Regions from separate parts of the Anas platyrhynchos genome. Here region 2 is linked to region 1. A link is a contact called in public Hi-C data. All regions are on one chromosome and are shown on one strand. Each heading gives the region's core, a stretch centred on a gene start, on an enhancer-like site or on the middle of the called end of the contact. The rest is flanking DNA. Distances are from core to core; before and after follow the strand shown.

What was found. A called contact is a pair of places that touch in the nucleus more often than the background predicts.
Region 2: a Hi-C map of subcutaneous adipose tissue shows a contact between it and region 1, with 2.3 times the contacts expected there. The contact joins the promoter of RDH10 here to the promoter of ELOC in region 1. A contact is called at or near these places in 3 of 8 Hi-C or Micro-C datasets (liver, skeletal muscle and subcutaneous adipose tissue).

What each region holds. Positions count from the first base shown.
Region 1 is chr2:33,049,885-33,054,451 of IASCAAS_PekinDuck_T2T, forward strand. ELOC (elongin C) reads left to right here and starts at 2,482. Exons shown (of 4, transcript XM_027452362.3): 1 at 2,482-2,609. It overlaps TMEM70 (transmembrane protein 70), which reads right to left and starts at 2,459. Exons shown (of 3, transcript XM_027452361.3): 1 at 2,191-2,459; 2 at 1,766-1,877; 3 at 1-814. The coding sequence starts at 2,319. The coding sequence ends at 366.
Region 2 is chr2:33,353,411-33,357,977 of IASCAAS_PekinDuck_T2T, forward strand. RDH10 (retinol dehydrogenase 10) reads right to left here and starts at 2,288. Exons shown (of 6, transcript XM_027452352.3): 1 at 1,789-2,288; 2 at 1,254-1,483. The coding sequence starts at 2,074. RPL7 (ribosomal protein L7) reads left to right here and starts at 3,474. Exons shown (of 7, transcript XM_005021215.5): 1 at 3,474-3,622; 2 at 4,242-4,344. The coding sequence starts at 3,609.

The DNA of each region.
Region 1 (4,567 bases), core at 1,232-3,731:
GTAATGAATGCTGATCATTTTTTTTAATCTGAATTTTACAAGAGATTGTGAGTTTGCAGCACAGCCCATGCATTTTACCGTTCTCCTGGATAGTTAATAATAGAAACTAAATCAAGAATAGCAAGCAGAAGACAGACATAAGCATTTTTAGTATGTTTTGTGTCATTAACTTTGAAGAAAGACTGCACATTATTTAGAACCTTTTTTTTTTCAGTACATTCCAAAACACATTTGGGGAACTCAAATGTTATCTGATACTTAAGAAAATATAACAGAACACAACATGCTTTTACATATATAGCTCTGCACCATAACCGGGTAATAAGTAACAATTCATGTAATAAGTGATATTCCTGATCTTCAAGTTATTTACTTTCACTGTTTTCCTTTTCCTCCTCAAAATCAAAATATAAGGATTTGTCATAGCCCATGAGACGGTTAAAATCCTCAGGATTCTGGAAAAGCAGCGGATTAACAAGCATTGATTTAGTTTTAGCATAAAACGTTGTAAACATCTTGGTGATGTCTGGAATCTTCACATCTTTCTGCTGGAAGACAGTCACTTTCTCTGTCAAGATTGCATTGTACGTAATAGCTGTATAGGTGTCCATTTCCTCCTTATAATAGAGTCGAATCACATAGCCTTTTGTAAGGATATGCAAAGTGACTGGTGTTACAAATGTAAAAAACCCTATCAACCCATAAAATGCAGCTTGTATAAGCAGGCTATCAAATCCAATGCCAGTTTTGAGCATGATGTAGGGCACCATGAACAGGTTGAATATGCTGGTGGAGTAAGAGAAAAACCTCACACCTACATAAAACAAGAAGAGAAAACCAAGGTTAATACTTAGAAGTAAAATCATCTCTATAATTGCACGTGGTCTGCTACTATAAATTTATGTCATTACATGAATAAATAAAGTTATTGAAAATCTACTTTTTAAAAAAAACTCTCCAATACAAAAAGCCATTACAAAGAACCAGGAAACTCAGTACTCTCTTCCTTCTACTGTTATGGTTCGTATATACATTCACACTGGGTTTATCAAAGCTAGCAGCTGGCTCCATTTCTACGATGAACTCAGAAATTCTGTGATTCTTTGATTATGCAATTAGGCACAAGTATGAAGTTTTCACTTCACAAGCAGGAGTAATCACCACAGATATGGCCAGGCATTTCTCCCTTTCCCAACAGTCAAAGCAGACATTCAGTGGGCTTTACAGAGAAAAGTTTGATTGGTCCCCCCACTATGTTGAAAGCTGAAAAATCTAGGTTAATCAATACTAGTACTCCACATAATAATAATAATAATAATACAAGTACTCCACAGCCATCTTTGCATACAGCTTAGAAGACCATAACCATTGCTGTGCGTCACCCCCAGTCCTTGTGCCTACTTCATAGGCATTTCAGTAACATTCAGAAGCATACAGAACGCAAATATCAGGTCTCTGTTTGCTCCTGGGTTGAGAAATGCACTCCACAGGCTGCAAGAGAAAAAGACGCAGGCTGAAGGATTACGGAGTTGCACTGTACCATTATAACTCCCTGCAGACCTAAAACTAATTAGAATATAGAAAAATTGTTAACATTAATCATTACACTGTACAGAAGCATAAAATAAAGCAACACAACAAGATATTTTTTTTTGATGTACTCAAAAATTGGGTTTTAGCAGAGATGGAAAGAAGAACATTCAGTTTTATAACGTTGAATTTTAAAGTTATTTAAAGAAAGAGTAAATCTCTTCAAGTGACATACCTAACACCGCCTTTGCCAAGTTTCCTTTATAAAGTAATCTTCCATGCTCCGGGTGGTCAGCAGGGGCGGATGTGCTGAGGCTGCGAACAGCCAGCGCTTGAAAAGACGTAACCTGGAAGAGGAGAGCAAGCAGCATCAGTACCAATCCACTTCACAAAGGTTTCTCCTTGTCCTGAAGCCACCCCCAGGGCATCCTGAACGAGGAATTACAGTCAGGGTATAGGCCACGAGGCACGCAGAAATTCCAAATAACGTATCGATTGGCTATTTTCACTATATCCCAACTAGTTATTCCAAAGCAGCGCTGGATATCGACACAGCGATGTACAAACGTTACACTTGCTTTGTGGAGGCCTCCCAAACCCGTAACCCTCCAAGCCCCGCTGCACGACCTCCCCCCCACCCCCTCCCCTCCCCTCCCCTACCTGCCACCCCCCCGCGCTGTCCCGGCGGCGGCAGGCAGCGGGCAGCCCTCGGTGCGCGGCGGCCCCCCGCAGCCAGGCGGGGCCGGAGGCTGCCCTGCGGCAGCAGGCGGCGGCTCGGAGCAGCAGCATGGCGGCGGGCCCTGCGTTCAGCCCCCCACAGCAGGCCGGCACCGCCCGGCACCCGCGGAGGACACAGCGCAAAGCCGGCCCGCTCCTAACATGGCGGCCGCCCCCCGGCCCCCCCGGGAAACTACATCCCCCAGCGTGCCTTGCGCGCCGCCGCGCGGCCTCGCTCCTGTTCCAAGGGCAGGGCGCTGGGGGGGAGGGGGGGAGCGGAAGTTGCGCCGTGCCCTGGCGGAAGCGCTCGGCCCGAGGCGGCGGGGGCCCTGCGAGCGGGGCGGAGGGAGCGGCGCCGACGGGTGAGGGGGCGGCGGGGCCGGGGGGAGCCCGCGGGGCCCTCCCGGAGCTCGGGGGCAGGGCCCCGGCCTCCGGCGGGTCCCTCCCGGTGCTGGGGTTAAGGGAGGCGAGGGCTGGAGGCCGGGGGGAGCCTCCCGGAGGGGTGAGGGCCGCCGCCGGGGGGGGGCCTGTTGTCGGTGGCCGCTTCCCGGTGGCCGTTTCCCGGCTCCTCTCAGCGCTCGTTGGGAGGGGATGGGGCTGCCAGGAGAGGGGGGTGTCCGTGGGTGTGGGTACAGGCGTGGGGAGGGACGGGGTGACACCAGCAGGCTCCTCCGGCAGCCGGCGTTATCTTATAAGGCGCAGCGCTGCCTGAAGTGGCATCAGGGAAGGTGCTCGGTGTCGCATGTCGCGATATTAAGGCAGCCCGGCGCGATAGGGAAGCCCTAAATAGTCGTGGGCTTTCTGTTTACTCTGCTTCGCCGTGGGTCGCTCGCAAAAGTTCAGTTTGGAAGGAGGCCAGGAAAATGTAAGTAGCAGACAGCTGAGGCACCTTCGGAGCAAGAGCAGCTTTGTGCCCGTGTTTGTGAATATCCCCTTCTGTGCGCGAGTTTCCTCTTTTTGACATACTAAAAACAAAAACACTGCTGGGAGCAAAACGCTGTTCATTAAATCAAGAGTTACTTAGAAGAGGATAAGCGCTAGTTTTTCCCTAATACATCTGGGGATAAGCTGTCCGGTGTTTTGAAGAAGTGTAAATAATTTTTTCCCTAAGATTTGCCATCAACACTGGGAAGCTTAACACAGATAACCTTTACACACTGTAAACACTTTTGGCAGTTTTCTCTTGTTAATTCAGAGAAAATTCATTTGAGGTTTATTTTTTGTTCGTACTAGAATGGGTGATGAACAGATTTAGCTACTTTCTTGCAGTCTTAATGTAAAGACTTAATGCAAAGACTTAATGCTGGTACGGTGAGGAGATCCAGATGATTCTCTATTGAGATGATTCTTCTGTCTCCCACCTTCTTCTTTATTCTTCTGATATATTTGTCTTCATGCTTATGTCCCTTATGCTGTGCGTGTGGACAAACTGATACCTTCAAAAAACTTAATTAGCTTCAGATTAAGCATTTTTGTAATTCTGAAATAAAGGAATTTGGATGTAAGACAACTTTTTGTTTATCTGGAAGGGTTCAGAATTCGGTCATCTTTGTTATAGGGTAGTTTGCATAACAGTAGGTTTTGATGAATGTTTGTAATGAAAGGGCAGAGATCTGTGCCCTATAAAGAAAAAAAATGGAATATGCTATCAGCTTGCTATCCCCCCAATAACAAGAGGTATACAGTAATCAGGACTTCTATTGTATGTTAGGAAGAAAACAATAACCCTTTTTTTTTTTTTTTTCCTTTTTTGGGAATCACTGGAAAGTTTTATTTGATAAGGGATATCTTAAATAAAGTGAGGTCTTTGATACTCCATGCACAGACAGCATCCTAGCTCATCTCCCGCTTGTCTGAACTAGCATACACCTTTAGTGCACCTCCTGTCAGTTTGTCATTTCCTGAATGTTGGAACTGGAGTGCACAAGCATGGGATGGTGAACCAGCTGATTGGGAAATTGCCGTGTACCAATTTTCTTTCATGGTTTTTCTAGGTCTGCTTCAATCCTTATTTACACTTAATTTTTTTTGGTGTGCCCTGAAGAGCTCTATTTTTAAACTAAATAGTATAGGATCCAGAATAGGACTAGAGTTTAGGATTAAACAGTAAGGGACTATTGTTCTAGCACACAAGAGCTTTTGTTTACTGAATAACTCTTCCTGATATACAAATGACACCCAGAAAATTTCACATTTGATGTCTCAACTAACCCAAGAATTGTGAAGGCATTTGTGTTATCTGCCCTGCACTTTCCAAAAAGTTGATCATGTCGAATGCAGAAATGGCACCAACTGAAGCATACAGAAGCCCTGCATGCAT
Region 2 (4,567 bases), core at 1,038-3,537, 300 kb after region 1:
TGTTGTAGGAAGTCCTATGAGCATTTTCATCACTTTCCAAATTGCCTTAAAACATACTTTAAGGTTTAGGAGTTTCTAAACACAATCTCATGTGCATTGAAGTTTAAGCATTCTCTCAGCAATGCTTTACAATACATTGGAAAAAGACTGCTCTGCCATTAAGTGTTTCACAGAACAGATTTGAAGGGGGCTCCTTTAGGGTTATGAAACAGCTTGAAGCCTCCACATTAGAAACCCAGGTCTGATAGGTCCGTCTAAGTTTTGAAGATGAGGAATTATACAGAATTTTATTATCAAAAAGGTAAGAACAGACAAGAAAGCTCAAGTTGAAGTATATTTCAGATTGCCTAATCCTTTGATTGTTATGCAAGTGTATTTCATAACCTTATTTGAGGGACCAAAGAACAGTTCTAATACTAACAATAGGCTCGATCTGACAGCTAATGCTAACCCAAGTGTGCATTGTGCCCTCCTTCGACATAGTAATTTATATAACTCCACACTACAGTGAGCTTAAAAATAAAACACACATGAAAACAGGACTTAGGGAGAAAAGAAGAATGAGATCAGATAACTTCTCCTTAATTAGTAACTGCTACTTACAAAGACAGTATCACCTCAGAATCCACTTTAAAGGTTTCTCTTACTTCCACTGGCAGCCCCAGGATAGAGCTATGAGGACAAATACGCAGAATTCCTGAAAGAGTGTTCTTGGCTTGATTTCTTGAGAGATCTTTTGCCTTTACTCTCAGCCTTCAAAAGGAAGGGTTTGCCTCCAAGGCAATTTAAGCAAGATTTCCAACAGATTTTTTAATAAGTATTTTTTTTCCAGAAGTGTTTAAGTTCACTACTGTAACCATTATTAAAACAGCATTTTAAAGCTGCTAACGTACTAGTATAAAGCTACAGGAGGAGGGGAGTGAAGTCATTCATTAACAGTAGCAACCTTTAAGCAGATTCAGAGGTTACGGTTGCAAAAGACTTCATGCCCAGGACTACATAAGAGGGCATGAGATTTTAAACTCCAGATTCTAGGAGGACATTGTTGATTTAGGGCTATTTATTAATAACTGTAATACCCACCATTCCTGCTAGACAGAAAGTTAAATTAAAGAATAAGAAACCTGCAAAGTAGCCAGCTTGCAGATTAAAGGGAACAAGTGCAAAACCCAAGAAGACAGGAGTTAGGCAACAACAGTTAATTTCCTAAAATTAAGTGACAAAAAGGGCAGCAGAAAGAAGTTTATAGTTACCCAGAAATGTGCGTGACAGTTGACCATCATGGTCCTCTCGATAAGCTCATCGGGACACTCCAGGAGATGGTGCCCGGAGACCACGCCGGCGTTGTTAACCAGGACAGACACCTCGCCAACCTCTTTGCGGACCCTCTCTGCTGTCGAGTAGACATTTTCTCTCTTGCCCACATCGCAGGTGTACGTGTAAACCTGCAAGCCGCAATGGGGCAGCGCATCTTTTTCTCCATCTACTAAGGAACACAGACAAGAGAACAACAGGAGCCTTACTTGGGTTCCAAGAGGCGAACTGAGAGTTGAGCGGAAAGCGCGAGCCGGCTTCCATCGGGCTCAATAAACTTGGGCACAGCGGTGCCACGGGGAAGGACGAAGAACTCAGAGTTTTGCTGTCGCTGCCAGGTCTGAAGGACGCCCCGTGCCCTCCTGGAGCTGCCCCATGCCCGGGGGGGACCCTCGGGCACGGCGGCTGCGGGAAGGGGAAGGGAAGAGGCACAGGTGAGCTGCGGGGGACATCGTGGGGGACCCCCCCGCTTACCTTTGGGTGCGCTGGCGGTCTCGGCGAGCTCGCGGTAGATGTGCCGCACCATGCCCGCCGTCTCCTCGTTGCTCTGCGTGTTGATGTCCCACAGCACCAGCAGCGCCCGGCGCCGGGCGAACTCGAGGGCGAAGAGGCGGCCCAGGCCGCTGCCCGCCCCGGTGATGAGGCACACCTGCCCGGCCACGCTCTTCTCCTTGGGCCGCACCAGCCACTTGGCGGCGGCCAGCACGAAAGCCCAGAGCACCCGGAAGGTCACCACGAAGAGCTCCAGCAGGATGTTCATGCTGCCGGCCCCGAGCCCCCGCCGCGCGGCTCCGACACCCGGGGCCGCCCCCGCCTGCGATCAGGAGCCCGGCACGGCACGGCACGGGACGGGACGCCCCGCACGGAGCCCGGCACCGCCGCCCCGGCCCCGCACAGCCAGCCCGGGGAACGAGCCCCAGCACGGCTCCAGCCGCCCGCCCCGACCGCCCGCGGCCCCGCTGCTGGCAGTGAGCATCTTGCTCGCTCGGCGCCCTATATAGGGCGGGCCGGGCGGGCGGGAGGGCTCCTCCTCCCCGGCTCCCCGGCCCTCCCCCGGGCCGCTCCGCCTTCCCGGGACCCCCACACCCCCGCCCAGCCCAGCCCAGCCCAGCCCAGCCCCGCCGCTCGGGGGCCGGCGGCTGCGAGGCGGAGCCGGTGCCGGTGTCCCCCACCCCTCAGGGACTACATGTCCCGGCGTGCACCGCGCCGCCCCCGCAGCGCCATCTTGAGGCGAGGTTCGGGGTGCGGGGTTTGGGGGAGTTGACGGGGAGGTGGAGGTGGGGATGCGGTGGCGTGGGTCTGGTTTCTCCTAGAGAGATCTGGGTGCCCGCGTCCTGAGCTGTTTTTTTTTCTTCTCGGTGGATAAAGTGAAATCTCTTCGTTAAAAGAGTGCAAAATCTTTTCGGTGCTTAAAGGGGACTTATAAAAAAGATGAAGGGCGGCTCTTTGCTCAGACAGGACGAGGCGGAACTGTTTCAAACTAAAAGAGGAGAGGTTTAGATGAGACGTTAGGAAGAAATTCTTCACTCAGAGAGCAGTGAGGCCCTGGCACAGGCTGCCCAGAGAAGCTGTGGCTGCCCCATCCCTGGAGGTGCCCAAGGCCAGGCTGGATGGGGCTTTGGGCAGCCTGGGCTGGTGGGAGGTGTCCCTGCCCATGGCAGGGAGTTGGAACTGGGTGGTCTTTAACGTCCCTTCCAACCCAAACCATTCTATGAATCTATAATTCCTTATACTTAAGGTATTTTAAGTCTTTTATTATCTATTTGTGAGCTGATAGGTTTTAATCACCCCATTCGTTACAGCTTTAACGAGACCAAATGACACGAGCTGCTGCGTTAGAACAAAACAACGCTATTCTACGAACATCATCGCTAATGCAGCTGCCACCCGGCACCTCTGTACGCAGGCAGCAAATAACCCAGCAGATGCCGACCGCCCTCAGCCCGGCTGCCCGCTCTTTTATTGCCACACCGAACAGTTCTTTGCTGCTCCAAGTTCTGCCACTTCTCCTGCACGCGTACGCCAGGACTAGTTCCTCCAAAGGCGATTTTAACAACGTATGTAGTAACAAGCACGGAGCAACTTTCTAAATTAAAAAAATAAAAAAAAAAAGCGACGTGCCCCGCCGAGCCACTCAGGCACTCCCTGGCCACTCCTCCCTACACGCCGCTATCAGGCAGCTCCGCGGCCACCCCAAAGCCGGGGTCCTTCCAGCGCTCAAAGCCCTGCCGAGCAGGCGGGAGGCTTTAGGCGGCCCTGCGCATGCGCCCGCCCTCTCTCTTCCGGCGCTGAAGATGGCGGACAAGGAGTGAGTACCCGCGGCGCCTCGCTGCCATCCGCCGCCATCCGCGGCCGCGGCCTCCTTTGGGCTGACGGCGGGACGCTGCCCGGCCGCGGGGGCTCTGCCGGCACCGAGCGGGATGAGTAGGAGGGTGGGGAGCGGCGGGGATGCGGCCGCAACCCGCTCCGTCCCGTCTGCTGGCGGCGGTGGCTGCCCCGGTGGCCTGTGGTGAGGTGGAAGGGAGGGAGGGAGTCGTTACTGTCTTGTAAATGCTGGTATTGTAGCTTTCGAAGCATTTAATAGCTTTAAATTCCGGTAAGTTACAAAGCTGTGTAATAAAGCTCTTAATTAAAGCCGTATTTTTTATTTTTTTTTTCTCCAGAAGTATTTGTTGAAATGTTAATTAGCCGTAATCGGCGTTCAGAGAGCACATAAGAATGTTAGGCTTCCTTGTTTCAATGCAAAAGGTGATCCTTTTAAGCTGTATTGCAGCTTGGTAATAACCGGACCAAGTTAGATACAGACTGCTTGGAGGCTGTGAGGCCTGCATGTACATCCTGCCTGTTTGTGTTGGTATTCATAATGTGCTGTTTTTTGCTAGTTTAAAGGAACTTGCCTTTCAGGAGTACTTTCTTTTGTCGTTTAGAGCAAAGAAGGTGCCTTCTGTACCGGAAAGCCTCCTGAAGAGGCGGAAGGCTTATGCAGCTGCAAAAGCCAGACGTCTGAAGAGGGTGTTGGCTCAAAAAAAGGTGAATGTCATGATTACTTGAATGGCTGTTGTCTAGGCAGGTCAGAGGAATGCTGCCACTGGTGATATTAAAGCAACAAATAACTTCACAGTATTTACTTAGCTTTAGTACTTTAATATGTAGGTGTGAAATACTACTCCCCCATATCAATTTAACGTATAATAAACCAGATCTGGGCAAAGCAAAGGCAAAGTGTGTGATTTTCCATAAAACTATGGTTAGT